2 separate regions of the Sus scrofa genome follow, and region 1 is linked to region 2. A link is a contact called in public Hi-C data. All regions are on one chromosome and are shown on one strand. Each heading gives the region's core, a stretch centred on a gene start, on an enhancer-like site or on the middle of the called end of the contact. The rest is flanking DNA. Distances are from core to core; before and after follow the strand shown.

Evidence for each region. Hi-C and Micro-C count contacts between places; a contact is called where the count stands out from the background.
Region 1: a contact with region 2 is called in a Hi-C map of embryonic fibroblasts, with 2.5 times the contacts expected there. The contact joins the promoter of VANGL1 here to the promoter of CASQ2 in region 2. A contact is called at or near these places in 9 of 47 Hi-C or Micro-C datasets (embryonic fibroblasts, fetal liver, fetal skeletal muscle and 4 more) and 1 of 2 datasets of contacts at active chromatin or transcription factors (skeletal muscle).

The regions. Positions count from the first base shown.
Region 1 is chr4:105,044,975-105,050,280 of Sscrofa11.1, reverse strand. VANGL1 (vang-like protein 1) reads left to right here and starts at 1,428. Exons shown (of 8, transcript XM_001929540.5): 1 at 1,428-1,622.
Region 2 is chr4:104,916,103-104,920,945 of Sscrofa11.1, reverse strand. It overlaps CASQ2 (calsequestrin-2), which reads right to left and starts at 2,742. Exons shown (of 12, transcript XM_021089995.1): 1 at 2,370-2,742; 2 at 2,213-2,367. The coding sequence starts at 2,445.

The DNA of each region.
Region 1 (5,306 bases), core at 179-2,678, 130 kb before region 2:
CCCCTCTTTCCCACCAAAGCCCTCCATGCCAAGGTAGCCGGACATAATAAACGAAAGTGAATTAAAATGACTTTTCGTGAAAATCCACCCAGGGACGGTAGAACACACGGGGGCTCTTCAGGGTATCATAACCAGAACTGGAAATCCCTGACCAGTTGGAACTTTGAAGACATTTTAAAGATGAACGAGATGTTTTTCTAAAGCTCTACGTTTCTGCACCTGAGCACCGATTTGGGCGGACAGACGACTGGCTTTACCCTTAGGAAGCCGGTTGCTCTCAGGAACCAGGTAAGAGGCTGGTGAGGGGGAAGGGCAGATGCCTTACGTGGCCAGGGGTTAGTAGTGAGTCTGATGGCAGGATGGGGCTCTGTGATGTCACCTTCATTGAACAGATGATGTCCTCAAGAAGAAGACTCTATATGGAAGAGAGAATGGGGACTCGGAGGATGGTGAGGGTTGTGGGGGCCAAAGTTCCATAGCTTCAGCTGGTTCAGCATGGGTGTATTCCCCCCCCCCACCAAATGCTCACAGCCCTTTATCATACCCCACCTCTACTGCAGAGCTCTGCCCATGCAAGGCTGCCCATGCAAGCTCTGCCCAGCCAGATTCCAGACTCTCCACACAGATCCCTAACCCAATCCACCCACACAAGTCAACTAAGTAAGTAGAGTGCAAATACTCATCTAAATAGTTGGCAATTGTTTGGTGTCTGCTGGGCACCAGCCACTTTCCATAATCCTCACTACAATGCTGCAAGGCTGGTTTTATCATCCTCTCTGCTTCTCAGACAGGGAAGCAGAGACTCAGAAGCAGACCCAGTTGAATCAGGATTGAAACCTGGGGCTGTCTGCCTTCAGAGGTGTGCTCTTCTAGTAGTTTCTAGGAGACCCAGGTGGGGGCCTGTGACTTCTCAATTCAAGGGAGGAGGAGGGAGAGGCTTGGATGCGGCGGGGGGGGGGCTATAGGGGGTCTGGAGTGTGTATAGTTATTTATGGGGCCATATCCTGGGCTGCACGTGAGTTTAAGCCGGTTGAGGTGTGGGTATGTCTGGATATTTGTGGGCCAGTCTTTGGAATATGTGTATTTGAGTGTGTATATGTGTATGTGTGTGTTGGGGGGTGTGGTTAGACCCTGGGCTGTACAAATATGTGCGTTTGGGCTCCAGTGAGGGCAAACGGGCTTGAATTTTGTGCATGATTCTGTGTGTGTGTGTGTGCATGCGTGTGTGAACTCGAGGGTACAAGTATGTTGGAGTGCTGGGTTGGGGGAGTGGATCGCTGTGTTTGTGACATGTGAGTGACTGAGTGTGTGTGCGTGTGTGTGTTTAGGGGCGCAGTGCGTCTTGGGGGTGGGGAGTCGCCGGCCAGGCCCCGCCCTCGGCTGCAGGTGGGCTGGGCCCGCGGCGGGGCCGGCCGCGCTCGCTGCTCTTGGCTCGCGGCCGCGCCGGGCTCGCAGGGCTGGGCTGGGGCTGCGGGGCGGCGCCGGGACAGGAAGCGGAAAGCAGCAGTGCAGCGGCGGCGGCGGCGGGGCTCTGCCTCTACAGGAGCCCAGCGCAGGCCGCAGAGCCGGGGCCGCTGCGAGCCGAGACCGCGGGCCGCGGAGCCTGCACGGCCAGCGCGGAGGTGAGTCCCGCCGGGGGCCGGGCGCGACTGGGCGGCGAGGGCAGGGTGCGGACCTCCGGCGGGGAGACGCCCGCATCCGGATCCCGGATCCCGGACCCCGCGAGCTCCTGCGCCCTCCTCCCGCAGCCCCACCCCGGACTCAGACCCTAGTTCACCGCCCTCCTCCCGCCTCTGGCCAGGAGCCGCCTCCCCTCCCAGGAACCGCACCCGGAGCCGTGCTTCCCGGGACGCCACTCCTCTCTCCTCCCCGCGAGGTGTGCCCCTCCTGTCCCGGCGCCGCGCTCCCCGCACACCCCACTTCCTCAGTCCCGGCATTCCCTCCCCACGCCTCGGACGCCCCCTTCTCCGCTGGCTGCACTTCGGGTGCGCGTCCCGCCGGGCAGGGAGTGGTCGAGGGTTTCTGGAGGCACCGGGGCGGCGGGGTCGGCCGTGCAGGGTGGGGGCCGGGCGGCTCTGCGCTCCCCGGGAGCCGGGCATACTCCGTGGTTCCCACTTCGCCGCGGGGTTATAGACCCAGGAACCGCCCGGCCCCGGGCCAGAAACCGGCACAGAGCTGGCCTCTGTTCCCACCTCGCTTAGAGAATCGAGCCGACCCTGGAGGCCGGGGGGAGGCGAGTCCGGTTGCACTTCGGAGAGCGCAACAGGCAGGTAGTTTACTTTCAAAAAACGCCGGGGTGGAGCAGAAGGCGCCCGGCAAGTCTCTGCCCGAGAAGTCCCGGTTGGAGGCAATCTCACCGCACCGGGGCAGCCTTCGCCGGGAGCAGGATCTCATTTCCTCCTGCAGTCTTTGAACCGCCCCAAGCTAGCGCACCCAGAGAAGTGTGAAGCTTTATTAAAATTTAAACGCGTTGGTGGTGGAGGCAGGAGCGGGGCGGAGCCGCGGCCTGGCTGCCGGGGGATGAGCTGGTGAGAGTTGGAGCCGAGAAATCTGTGGCTCGATTTTCACATCTTCAACCCAGGTATAACGCCCACCCCTCCAAGGGGTTGGGAGCTCCTTTAGCTGCTTCTTAAAAGATGTTAGAGCTCTTTATTATGATGATTGTGTAGCTGGCACATGCATTTTGTTAAACCCCTTTTGGGGGGCTGTGGTTGGAAACGCATGTATTTTTAGACGCTTATTCCAAAAGCTAGCAAGCTGAAAGAATCTGGCATTTTCACTGATGTGTTTATAAGTTTTACAGGGTTGCTGGAAAAATACTATAACTTTTGTGTCACCAATCAACAATGCTAATTAGCATTCTCCTTGCAAGTGGGTGGGTTGTTTGATTACACAGCTCTTTAAGTGAGATGGCAGAAACTGTCTGAATCCAGGGCGATGTAATTAGTCATTTTATGTAACCACTAATTAGAGTTTTTAGAGTTGAATTAAATCAATGTGATATAGTTGGGGCTTTGATTTGTGGGAGGAAACTGTTTATTCTACAGTTCAAAGAAATAACACTCTTCACCTATCTAGGAGCATGTAGCATTCCCAGGCTTTGGTGTCTCCCCATACAATTTGTGAGACAGCTCCTGTGAAAGTTTCCACTGTTACTGTGTTGGCCCTGTGACTTGGTTGCAACTTAATTTGTAAGTAAAAGGGGAGAATTTTGAGAAGGGTGTCTTTGCAAGGACTGCTTGCCAGGCAGTACATTTTTATTGTCCTGAGTATTTGAGCAAAAGAATGAAACCATGAAGGAGAGTTTCTGGACCAAGCAGTAATGCCATGGCAGCCTGGTCCCCTGGAGAATAAACATGTGTTGAGTGAGGAGGGCACCCTCCCCTCCATCCCCCAACACACCCAAACACAGGCCCCGTTTGTTACCCCAGACCTCAGCAGAATTTGGGTGGCATGGGCGCTTCTCAGTTGTATTTTAATAGGCAGTTTCCCCTTTTGGGCTGTGAGCTCCTTAGGAACCAGAACTATTTCAGATTCCTTTCTTTTCTCCTGGACTCCCCACAATGTTTGGGACATTGAACCTGTGAGTAGGCGTGGAAATTGCAGAATTCACTGTGGGTGATATGTGGTTTGGGGCAGTTTATGATTGTTGCCTGCCCTCCTCTCTGTAAATAAACAATTCTGGTAATTGCTACATCGCTCTATATTTTCCATAGTTCAGAGCACAGGTTGTGAATTAGACTCAGTTCAAAGCCTGGCTCCAGCACTTCCCAGGTGTGTGACCATGGTTTTTTTTTGTTTTGTTTTGTTTTGTTTTTTTTAACCGTAACATGAAATTAATGCCTTTTTTCCCTTATGAGGCTTGTTCTGAAGATTAAGTGGGATATTACAGGCAAATGACTTTAAACATTTCCTAACACATAGGAAGCACTTATTAACTGAGCCTGAAGATAATCATCGCCCTTCTCTCTCTGTAAAGCCAACTAGCTGGTTAGGGGACTAGCCGCGTATAGGCCTGAGATTTTTGCATCGTGCTCCATGCCGTTTGCCAGAAGGTGGACCTGACAGGATTAGGTGGATGCGGGGCTGGACCACGTGTCTAGTTGTGGCTTTTGTCTCACCTGAAGCTCGATGAAAAGGTACATGGGTGTTCTGCTGGGGTCTGTCTCCATCAGTGTCCTTTCAAATCCCACTTATCAGATAGCAGTCATTGGACCCGGCACCAGGGGATTTGCAGAGGAGGTAGTACTTGTGAAATCTGTTTTTCTGAAGCTTAAAATTCTGGCAGGGGACACGGGGGTCACTTGAAAATGGGTGTACCTCGTAAGAACTCCAGATACATTAACCATTAACAGTGCTTTAGAAATCTATACCTAGCTGCCGGGGGTGCTTCAGAGATAATTAATAACTGGAGCCAAGAGTCATTATGCTGAGAAGGTGAGTTGAAATCATTGGCAAGACAGGTAAAGTGAGGTTGCCATTGTCTTTCTTTGCGAATAGTGACCCAGAATCACTCATTTATAAGAGCCCTGTTGTAATGGAAGAATGGTTTGCTGCAAATGCCACAATGCCTCTGATCCCCCCCACCCCCGTCAGTGACCTGGATGGATGTATATGGTCCATAGACTACAAGTTCAGCACGACTGTGTCTCCCTGCCCTCCACATAAACCCCATAAAACACACACAGTTTTCTCTGATATTCACATCCAACCTGGGAGCCGTAAAAGAAGGCCTGCCAGAAACAGCCTGGAAATCAATAAACCAGATAGCGGTGGCTAATGGTATTCCTTAAAAGTTGATGCGCATAGACCAAAAAAAATGTACATGAGTGCAATGAAAATGATACCCAAGTCCTGTGCCTTGCAAAGGTGGTCTTCTGTCTGAAGGGATTCGACTTTATTGAGTCATGACAGTGCCTACCAGTCGTGAGTCCTTATCCTTTGCTAGGCACTAGTCTGAAGGGTTGTGAATGCTCTCATTTAACCCACTGTGAGCCTGTAGGGTAAGTAAAATATAATTCTGTTGTTAGGGAAACAGGCACAGAAAGGTGAAGTAATTTGATCTGAGGTCACACAGCTGATAAGTGGCAGAGCCAGAATTTGAAGAGTGACAGTCTGACTTCAGAACCTGTGTTCATTGCTTCTCTGAAGATAAGTTGACTCTAAACAAAATTAAATTGTTGGTTTCTCCTTGAGTGCCATGTAATTAAAAATGGGTCCCTGGAGAAAAAGGTTAGCTTCAAAACAATAAAAATACTACAGGAAATAAACCCTTGAGAATCACCCTTGTATGCTAAAAATCAAAT
Region 2 (4,843 bases), core at 1,493-3,992:
CCTCAGTGTCCCCTTCTATAAAATGGGGAGAGTAACTGTACCTAATTTAGAGAGATACTGTAAGGATCAAACCAGCTACCACATGCAAAGCACTTAGAACAATCTCTGCACACAGCAAGCATTCAATAAATGGTAACTATTATTATTTAATCATCTCATAAGCCTGTATGATAGTTATTATTTTTTCCAGACTTAAAAGGAGGTGCAGCGAAATTAAGGAACTTGCCCTCTGTCGTGTATCTGGAAGAGGCAAAGCCAGAACATAAAGCCCGATCTCCTGACTCCAAGTTCTGTGATCTCTTTCCTACAGTGACTGAGCAGCCTAGCGGGCATCACACTGTCGCCTGTGCTGAACTTCCACCTTGTCAGTCTCTGCTGGGTGCTCTGGGATCAAAGGTGCCTGGAGCGATGGTGAACCCAGGGCAGAGCCCCTTCTCAGGATTTTGATTGGGAATAAGAATTCTCTCTGAGGGAGATAGATTCTTGGGGAGTTGTGTGTGTGTGTGTGGTGTGTGTGTGTGTGTGTGTGTGTGTGTATTACTCTGACAGTGAACCAGAAATGGGGGTCAGTGCTTGCACTGGCATTCTCTTCGAGTTCTAGGCTAAGTGGACACTGATGAGCATACATGGTAGAACCTTATGCCTTTGATTAACTTTTCATAAAAAGGTCTATAATTGGGCAGGGCAGTTTGCAATGGAGTTGATAACGTGATTGAGGGTTTCATGGGCAGAACAGCAGCTGTGCTGTATGTCCTGGTTTTTCCAGCCTGCAATTTTCCGTATATATAGTACAAAGACCTAGTAACTGTCTCTGCTTCCTCTTCGCTTATAACCCCCAGAGGGAACTGAGCTTCAACATTCAGGCCTCAGGATGGAGCCTGAGGAAAAAGATGATGGCAGTGGAGAGATTTTAAAAAATACTAAGTTTTTTGTCCATCAGAGCTCTCTGTAATGCCCACACTGCTGTATATAAATCCTCTGAAAAGAGGTGTGTGTATGACGATCAGGAGACACAGGATTCTGCTCTGCAGTGCTTTTTATTTTTTTATTTTTTGGCATGCAGAAGTTCCGAACCCAAGCCACAGCAGTGACAATGCCAAATCCTTAACCTCTAGCCCACCAGGGAGCGCCTTCGATGCTTTTCAAATTATCAAGAACATTTTGATGGGTTTGCGATGGCATTCCTGGATTTTGTTACAGTCAATTTTTTGAGAATTAAAATCCCCATGGTTTTATATGGTAATTCTGTTCATCAAAATATTTGATGGTAACGTTATGTTGCTTATTTCTCCATAAAACTGGAAAAAAAGAAAGAAAAGGGGCATTTGATTAAGCTGAGCTTTCTGGCTGTGCTGGTTAATAAATTGCTGTAATTCTCCAACAGTCCTTCTCATAGATTTGTGTCTGGGCTGAGCTGGGCATGGGAACGATAAGGGATCTTGGTGCCTACTAGAATTCTTGGCACTGACAGGTGCTCCTGAGTGTAAGCGATCTGAAACTGTCCAGGAGGAGCCACAGGAGGAGTCCCTGGGGCACTCACGCAGGATTAGAGAACAAGCCACAGTGCCAGGTTTATAGCCAGGCCATGCCATGCAGACAGAATAAGAATGGCTGCAGCATCTTCCCTGAGCTCACACCAAGAACTTTCTTAGAAAAAAAAAAAAAATCCCTGTTAGTGAAGGTACAGTTCAAATCTTCCCACATCTACCCTGTGTGACATTGACCGAAACTGAGTCACAGGAGAGGAGCATGGCTTCCTGATATTCCTCATCTGACGGTGAGAGAGGCAAGGTCAAATGCCTCCTGCTTCCCCAGGAGGTGGGAAGACTTACAGGAGCAAAGAGTAAGGACTTAGCACGGCAGAACAAACCCCACGCATGACCCCGAATGTCATCTCAGGTGGGCTTTTAAACTAAAGCTTTACCATTCTCTTAGAAAAGGAGTAGCTGGCACTCTTGCCCTTGAGAAATCCAGAGGCCCCTCTGAGGACAGACGTCACATCTTCGCAGACTGTGCATCACGCGACCCATTCAGCTAAGAGTCTGAACCCACCCCTGGTTTTCACACATCGCCGCTTTGCAACAAGATCTTCAGATGTGCATGCGACCGAAAGGGGGGCAAGACTTCAGGAGAGATCCTTGGCGCCCCGCATCCCAACCACTGGCCGCCTCCCGCCCACGGGGACCCCGTGCTCCGCGCCCCCCCAACTCACCTCCAGCACAATTTCTTTCAGCTGGAACTGCTTCTGCGAGACTTTATCCGAAGTCACCGGCTCGTGGTAGTAGAGGCAGAGCAAGTCGTATTTCTTCAAAACCTGCTTGAAGTTCTTCTCGGTCAGACTGACCACGCGGTCCTTGCCGTCATAGGTGGGAAGTTCAGCCCCTCCTCCGCCCCGCAGGAGGACAGCAGGTAGACCCCCAGCACAAGCAGGTGCGTTCTCTTCATCTGGGCAAAGTGTTGCTCTTCTTCCCCCGAAACACTGCGTGCAGGAGAGAGGACCTGAGAGCCCTTGGGAGCAGAGAAGCCACTGCGGTCTCTCTCCTCGGCCCTGCCTGGGTCGGAGAACCCCGCCCCGGTCACCTCCTCCGGCGGAGAAGTGTAATTGTGGGCTCAGGAGGAGCGAGCGCAGGCTCTCACACATGCGTGCGGAGCAAGAGCCAGGCTGGACCGCCAAGCCCCAGATACCTCGCATAGCTCTGCCCAGCCCCGGGCTCATCAGGAACTCCATTTTTAGGATGCAGTTGTTTCAGGCTAAAAATAAATCAGGCAATGAATAAAAAAGTTAGATATGGCACCGCTGAGGGATTCGCTGATAGAGTTTGTCAGGCTGATGGAGAGGGAGGAGGCGGGAGGCAGGCAGGGTGCCCATAAAACGAGGAGGCCGGGAAGGTCAGAGGAGAGAAATGAACTCAGAGGGAGGAGGGGAAAGGGAGGGGAGGGAGAGATGGGACTGAGGGACCAGGAAGCTGTGCAGAGGCTTGGGTGTACAGGGGCCACTCAGATGCTACTGAATCAGTGCATTACCGCAGGGAGCTATCTCAGCCTGTCCTGGCCTGGCAGGCTGCTCATCCCCTACCCCTCACTGCTGACATGGGGATCAGACGGACCCCCAGGTGGACTTGACATTCTGCCCCTGCCTTTCCCTGGCTGGCTGCTGTGCCGTCACTGGGCAAGGGCTACAGGGACACCCTTTCTCCATGGGAAGAGCTCCAGAGGCCCCAGCCCACCCGGGGTCACCATTCTTCTCCTTCCACCCCTGCCCATAGCTGAACACCGCTGACACCAGTTCCTGTGCCCAGCTTAAAATTAAATGAAAAGTCAGCAGTCTTGCTCAGAAACCCCCTTCAGTTTTGCGCTCTTACCCCTGCATCTGTCTTGTCTTAACATTAGCACCCAATGTACCATTTTTACCCCTTTCCTCTTCATTAGAGACAGACTGCTGTAGAGCGTCCAGAAGTTGGACAGATCTGAGTTCAAATCTAGGCTTTGCCTCGTAGCAGCTGAATGGACATTGGAGCGTCACCCCCTCTCTTTGATTCTCAGGTCCCCCCATCTGTGTAAAATGGGGATAATTACAACTATATTGTGAGGTTTGGAACAGAGATGGAAAAGCGTGGTGCAAAGCAGTTACCAAACGCGGCCGCTATTATGGTTACTTCATTCTTCTTGGAGATGGTGGAACAGGGGTTATTATACTTACTTGTCAGTTTCTAATAGTGAGGGTTTGCAAACTCTTTTCTATGCATTTTCTTCTTGAATCCAGCAGACAATCAGGGCACATGTGATTAGGGTTCATTGCATGGGGGGTTCAGCACCTCATCAGAGATCGTATTACTAACTGCCCTGTGCTCCGGGCTGCTTTCACTCGGATAGGGCAGTACCCCCACAAGATGCCCTGTTTTGTTCTTAAGTGGTTCCACCTGTTCTGGTTAAACAGTCTTTCCACTCTTTAGAGCAGTCGATGGCTGTCATGATTCGGGCCAAGATTTTGTCTTTCTTTGGTTAGAAAATCAGCTTTGGAAATAGCAAGGATACTGTCCTGCACAAACTTGGCAGGGGACAGAAGGAAAAAAAGACGTTCGGTGGCCCACGTGAGTGAGACCAAGCCCCTCTACAGCCAGAGGGCCTGATGCTGAGAGCCAAGCTGATGGGCCCTGTCTTCAGGGTACATTCGTGTCCAGGAAGCCAGGACCTGGGGGACCCTCTCATTGAAACCTATGGCACCATTCACTTCTTTCTGATGGTAAATTCTCCAGGCTTTTAAAGATGGAGCCAAGAATAGCCGTTCTAAGATGTGGTTAGCTTTTTGAGTCATTGGCCGACACTGGAGATGAGGTCTCTGCTTTCTTTAGAACATTTAGGGGGAAAAAGATTTCCAAGTGTAACAATGGATGTCTTGACTTTTCCAGGTCAGCTTCTTAAAACTGTTCCCAGTTGTCCCAATCTCATTGGATTATCTTTACTTAGAATTTGCTCCACTTTGCATAATATATGCTTTTTTTTAATGTTACAAAAAAAAATTTGGAGATGTTTAAAATCTGCGTCTTTGAATTTCCCAGTGACTTGCAACGGATGAAAAATACCAGGGCAAAGGGATAATTAAAAAAAAAAAAAAATCAGTCTAGCCATCAGATTTGGCTTATGACCAGCTGTGTATGAATGGAAAAAAAAGTCCCAGTGTGGAAAGTTCCTGTCCCTAAGTCCCAGCTCTATTGGGAGCCTCAAAGCCCAGCCCTGAGGACAGTGTGGCCACTGACACATGTTGGGGTGATCAGATTTCCCACTGTCCACCCACACCCAGAGGTGGGGGCCTAAATGTGTGCCCCACTCTTGGTTAGGTTTG